2 separate regions of the Bos taurus genome follow, and region 1 is linked to region 2. The links are chromatin contacts, called in public Hi-C maps. All regions are on one chromosome and are shown on one strand. Each heading gives the region's core, a stretch centred on a gene start, on an enhancer-like site or on the middle of the called end of the contact. The rest is flanking DNA. Distances are from core to core; before and after follow the strand shown.

Evidence for each region. Hi-C and Micro-C count contacts between places; a contact is called where the count stands out from the background.
Region 1: a Hi-C map of liver shows a contact between it and region 2, with 10 times the contacts expected there. The contact joins the enhancer-like site here to the promoter of CCDC117 in region 2. A contact is called at or near these places in 2 of 11 Hi-C or Micro-C datasets (4-cell embryo and liver).

What each region holds. Positions count from the first base shown.
Region 1 is chr17:68,233,918-68,237,056 of ARS-UCD2.0, forward strand. No RefSeq gene overlaps it. Among named protein-coding and RNA genes, the nearest start is that of ZNRF3, 24 kb to the right of the region's middle. Within about 2 kb of position 1,519, at least 20 of the 102 cell types and tissues checked have an H3K27ac peak or open chromatin away from gene starts, as enhancers often do. A contact at or near this core is called in liver, where this site is marked.
Region 2 is chr17:68,037,139-68,040,167 of ARS-UCD2.0, forward strand. CCDC117 (coiled-coil domain containing 117) reads left to right here and starts at 1,297. Exons shown (of 5, transcript NM_001105634.2): 1 at 1,297-1,583; 2 at 2,277-2,330. The coding sequence starts at 1,402.

The DNA of each region.
Region 1 (3,139 bases), core at 269-2,768, 200 kb after region 2:
CAGTCTAGACGTCTGGAAGCAAGGCCAGACTGAGTGAGGGGCTCACATTTTAACAGTTCTTATGAAAAGAAAAAAACGTAGACAACAATAGCTGTGTCCATAACTGGATGGTCTTCTACACCTATCCCTGTGGCCTTTTGGCCACACCCAGAGACTCACCATCTTTAAGTGCAAAGCAAAAGCCTGCCCAATTCCCTCTCCTTCCGTTTCAGAACATCCCCAGGCCTAGGCAGGTTCTTGCCGATCCCTTAGCTGGGCCTTGACCTGCAACTCTATACAAGACTTCTTCCTTTGGAGACTTCCCTGGTGGTTCAGTGGTTAAGACTCTGTGCTCCCAAAGCCCGGGGCATGGGTTCAGTTCCTGGTTAGGGAGCTATTAATAGATCCCACATGCTGCACTAAAACCCTGCACAGCCAAGTAAATGAACTTAAAAAAACCCAAAAGATTTCTTGCCTTTTTCTCTCTCTAGCCATCTCACATCTTCTACCTTCCTGATACTCCAGCTGTTTTAACAACTGAGTCACTATTTCCCTTGGGAAATTTTTACTGACTCTGCACTTACTTGACTTGATGATTCTTTTATCAACTTTCCATTTCACTATTTTTAAAAAAGCTTCTAAGTGTGGTATTTATGTCTGTAACTTTCTTAGGTACTGTATGTAGCTTTTTTCAAGGGCTGCTGCCTGGAGGGCTGAGAACCTTCACACCACACTACTACGGTTGACCTGGATCCATTTTTCCTGAGAAGCTAGTACTCTACTGATCCCAGACTTTCTGAATGCACAGTTTAGCATTTTTTTTTTTTTTGAGGTCAGCAGGTCAGCAGGCCAGGGGGATAGGGTAGGGGAAGGATTTGCTGTGCAGCACATGGGATCTTAGTTCCCTGATCAGGGATCAAACCCAAGCTCCCTGTGGTGGATTCGTGGAGTCCTAACCAGTAGTTCGCCAGGGAGGTGCCAATTTTTTTTTTAAAAGGTATCCCGTGATAGGTCAATTTTGCCAAGAAAGAATTTGCTAACGAAAGGGTAACCATCTATTACCATCCCCCAAAGTAAGAAGGGCATGATCTCAGAGTAGAGGATGGTCTTTTACATTTAGTACACTGAGCTTTTTGAAAAATAAGCCCCCGCATTCTGCACAGTTTTGTCATTTCTCTGTTTTTTCTGTGGTTTGGCCACCATGAACAGAGGCCGAGGTAGAGAGCACGGACACCGTAACGAGCTGCAGGGCCATCTAGTGGCCATTTGTCATCACTGCATGTGCAAGTGACGACTATTCCAATGGTTGACTCCCACCCAGGGTTTCTGGCATAAGAATCAATCTTGGTCATTTTGTGGAATTTCTGAAATCTCACGTTAGAAACGTTCCTACAACCTTGCACGTAAAATTATTGCCTCGGTACAAATCTTAAGACTGAGTTTCTAGCATTTCAGTGGTGATTCAGAGCACTGTTACCCAAGTCAGACAGGCTTGGGTGAGAGTTTGCTGTCTGTGTGACTTTGAGCAAGTTACTGGAACTCTCTGACTCTCAGTGTCCTCTTGAGCAATGGAGATAACAGTGGACAGGACTGTTCTGAAGACCCAGGAAAGTGTGCATGTCACATCTTTGCCACTGTTTCTAATAAAAGAAGTAAACCTTTGCTATTAATTTGTTCAGTGCTTATAGAAAGACAGCATCACCCAGGGCTCAAGGAGAAGGTTCACTATGAGGAACTCAAGCATCGTCTCAGAAATCCTTCACTTCCTCTCAGTAATGTTTTATAGTCGTTGGTGGTTGTTTTTTTTTTCCTGTATATATATATTTTTTCTTTTATATACGTGTATTTGGCTGTGCTGGGCCTTCACTGCTGCTCAGGCTTTTCTCGGCGAGCGGGGGCTGCTCTCTAGTTGCGGCGTGTGGGCTCACTGCGGCGGCTTCTCTTGCTGTGCAGCACAGGCTCTAGGGGGCGCAGGCTTCAGTGGCTTTGACGCATGCGCTCAGCAGTTGCGCCTCCCGGCTCTGGAGCAGCGGCGTCATAGTCGTGGCACGTGGGCTTAGTTGCTCTGCGGCGTGTGACATCTTCCCAGATCAGGGATAGAACTTGGTTCTTCTGCACTGGCAGGTGGATTCTTTACCACAGCCACCAAGGAAGCCGTGTGTGTGTGTGTGTGTGTGTGTGTGTGTGTGCGTGCGTGTGTGTTTTAACTTAAAAAAATAATTTATATTGGGGTGTAGTTGATTTACAATATATTAGTTTCCGGTGTACAGCGGAGTGATTCAGTTGTACATATGTCCATTCTTTTTGCAGATCTTTTTCCTATATAGGTTATTACAGAGTATTGAGTAGACATCCCTAGCTATATAGTAGCCTCTTGTTTATTTTATATATAGTAGTGTGTATATGTTAATTGTTTGTATTTGTAAAGACACTGTGTTGAACCTGATGTGAAGAACTGACTCATTGGAAAAGAGCCCAGTTCTGGGAAAGACTGAAGGCAGGAGGAGAAGGGGACGACAGAGGATGAGATGGTTGGATGGCATCACCGACTCAAGGGAAATGAGTTTGAGCAAGCTCCAGGAGCTGGTGACGGACAGGGTGTGCTGCCGTCAAAGAGTCAGACACGACGAGGGACCGACTGGACTGAACTGAGCTACATATTTTAATTTTGATGCCATTATACATGGTGCTTTTTCATATTTCACTTTAAAATTGTTTTTGTGTAGAAATCCAGCTATTATATCAACCTTGTATCTAGCAAACTTGCTAAATTAACTTCTTTTACAGTTTATGTTTCATTCATTTGAACTTTCTGCATGCACAATCAGGGGAGTATTGCATGCTGCTGCTGCTAAGTCGCTTCAGTCGTGTCCGACTTTGTGTGACCCCATAGATGGCAGCCCACCAGACTCCTCTGTCCCTGGGATTCTCAGGCAAGAACACTAGAGTGGGTTGCCATTTCCTTCTCCAATGCATGAAAGTGAAAAGTGAAAGGGAAGTTGCTCAGTCGTGTCCGACTCTTAGCGACCCCATGGACTGCAGGCTACCAGGCTCCTCCGTCCATGGGATTTGCCAGGCAAGAGTACTGGAGTGTAGGGTGCCATTGCCTTCTCCGTCTGTGTATCCATACCATATGGTTTAAATATTGCCTCTTGAATGG
Region 2 (3,029 bases), core at 47-2,546:
GTTTATTTTAAAAACATTGTCAGCAATTTTCCACCTAGGAATCCATTTACCTACTTGCAAATATATACAAAAAACTTAGATTTGTCTACACTTAGCCTTACAATGGGGCTTTCCTGGTGGCTCAGACGGTATCAATCCACGTGCCATGCTGGAGACTGGGTTTGATCCCTAGGGTGGGAAGATCTCCGGGAGGAGGGCATGGCAACCCACTCCAATATTCCTGTCTGGAGAATCCCCATGAACACAGAAGCCTGGCGGACTACAGGCCCATGGAGTCGCAAAGAGTAGGACACGACTGAGCTACTAAGCACACACAGCCTTACAATAGAATTCCACTCAACAGTTGAAATGGAAATGAAGTAGAATTCTATGTGTCCATATGCAACACAAGTGTGAGTTCTTGGTGGTCTTTGACTGAAGGGCATTGACTTTGGTATAAGCAACTCAGACTAGACGATGGTGCCGTTTCCTGAGATGGGAAGTAACTGTCGTGATCGATGGTTGGGACGGCCAACTCTGCTAGCCCTTTAGCAAGCAGTTGTCTCTAGATGCCCCCAGAGAGAGGCTGGAAGGCTTGCCAATACCGCTCAGGAGAACTCTGAGGGTTTTCCTGATCTTCCATGCCGTTTCCTCTAAAGTGTCACCAACTTCATTTACATTAAAACACCGAAGACTGAAGAAGGAAATGGCAACCCACTCCAGTATTATTCTTGCCTGGAAAAGTCCATGAACAGAGGATCCTGGCAGTCTGCAGTCCATGGGGTCGCAAAGAGTCGGGCACGACTGAGCGACTAACACTTATATGTGCCAAGAAGTGTTCTAACTTAGAACTTCTAAGGGCTCTGCTGCTGCTGCTGCTAAGTCGCTTCAGTCGTGTCCGACTCTGTGCGACCCCAGAGACGGCAGCCCACCAGGCTCCGCTGTCCCTGGGATTCTCCAGGCAAGAACACTGGAGTGGGGTGCCATCACCTTCTCCGTCTAAGGGCTCTAGAGGTTTTAATTCATTTACTTCTCCTGTCAATCTTAAAAACATAGGTACTACTGTTTTCGGGTTTTACTACTGAGAAAACTGAGATATAGAGGTTACTTGACGAGTGAGGATTTGGACCTAGGACCTCTGCTAGGTAGGGCCATACTCCAGCCCCGAAGACGACAAGCCATCTTGTTTGTAGTCCTCAAGGACTTCAGCTCCCAGCAGCCCTCGCGCTAGCAGTTCGCCACACACAACAAATCCCGGCGTGCTCCGGGCGGCTTGGGGTGGAGGGTTCTAGAAGGCGTGACGTGGGGTCGGGAAGCGGGCTCAGAGGCGGGTACCTTTCGGCAGTCGCTGTGGCCGCTGCTGCCGAGCCCGGGGACGCGGACGGCCGGGGCCGTGGGCGCAGCCTCCTCGTCTCCCCGGCGATGGCGGCGCTCGGCCGGCCGTTTAGCGGCCTTCCCCTGAGCGGTGGCTCGGACTTCCTGCAGCCGCCGCCGGCCTTCGCCGGTCGGGCCTTCCCGCCGGGGACGGAGGGCGCCGAGCTGGCCCCGCGGCCGGGACTTCGCGCCACCCCGAGCAGCTCCGGCGGGAGCGCGGCGCGCGGACGGTGAGGAGACCGGCGGGCGGCGGGGGCGGGTGTAGGCTCCGGCGCGGGCTAGTTGACCCTTTTCGCGACCCTGGCGAGGGCTCTTCAACCTCAAGTTGAGGATGAGGAGACATAGCCCCACAGGCGGTTGCCGTAAATCGCGGAGGTCGCACAGCGCGGGGGTCCGGTTCCGACCTCGGCGCGCTAGCGCCGGGAGTGAGGAGAGGTCTGCTCACCCTGGGCGTGCGGGGGTGGGAGCCGGCCAGACCCGGGCCTGGAGCTGCCCTGGGCGCGCACACGCCTCGCTCCCTCCGGACTGCCGCCCGGCAGCTGTTGTTGGCAACTTTAAGCGACTCTCGGACTCTTGAGTTTCCTCATCCGCAACTTGGGAGAGAAATGGGTCCTTCTAGTGGGATCATAAACTAAAGTGCTCACCATGGTGCTTTCCCCGATAGGTTTTCCCTACGCTGGTCGCCCCAGTTTATCTCTCCCAGTCTTGACCGAATGAATTTAGCTTTCAGTGTGATTTTTGTCAGGACCAGCCAACACTTTACCTGACTGACCGTGTGACCTGTATATCCATACCACAGGACAAGGGAGGGGAGAGCTGATAGTGGTGGGGTGGGCAAGATTATCGGAGCCTGAAAGTGGATGCTGAAAGTACCAGCTCAGTAAATTTCTCAACTGACTGAGTTTGTTTGTTTGTTTTAACAGTATTTCAACTCACTGTAGAAAGAAACACAAGCGAGAGGAGGAGGAGGAGGATGAGTAAGTTTCAAGTGCTTTTTTAGTCACTTAACGGTCACTTAATTTAACCTATTTTATATCCATAACTATTTGTTTTTAAGTGAAAAGGTGGAACATCAGGTGTCTCTGAAAGGAGGCCCAAGGAACTGACAACACAGGTTGCCTTTTAGAGCAGTGAGCTGGGCAGGTCAGAGGGAAGCTTCTTAAGGCATAAGCGATTGTCATGTTTGAACTTTGAGGCCTATGAGTATTATTACATGCACAAAATTTTTTAAAATTAGCAGAAGGCAAAATTTTATGCTCCCAGTTCTCCCCAGAGGGTTATCCTTATTGCCTGTTTCCCCTTAAGGAAGATAATGTAAAAATGTGCACGTTTATAGCTGTATAATTCTGGTTTTTTACATTTATTAGTAACATACTGTTAACACTGCAACACTGGTGTTTTCATTTTACTCTCCTGTAACTTGTTGCATATGGACACATAGAGTTCTATCTCATTTCTTTTTCAACAGTTGAGTTGAATTCTGTTGTAAGGCTAGGAATAGGTAATTAACCAGTCTCCCCGTGATGGATTTTAATACTAACAAATCTAAAGTGACCTGGTCTTAAGTTCTTTGTGTTTGTAATTAGATAAATGGATTCCTAGCTGGGAAATTGCTCAATCTTTAAATGTATGCATTTTGAATTTTAAGCAAGTTGTTGGCAATTTATACTCCTTTA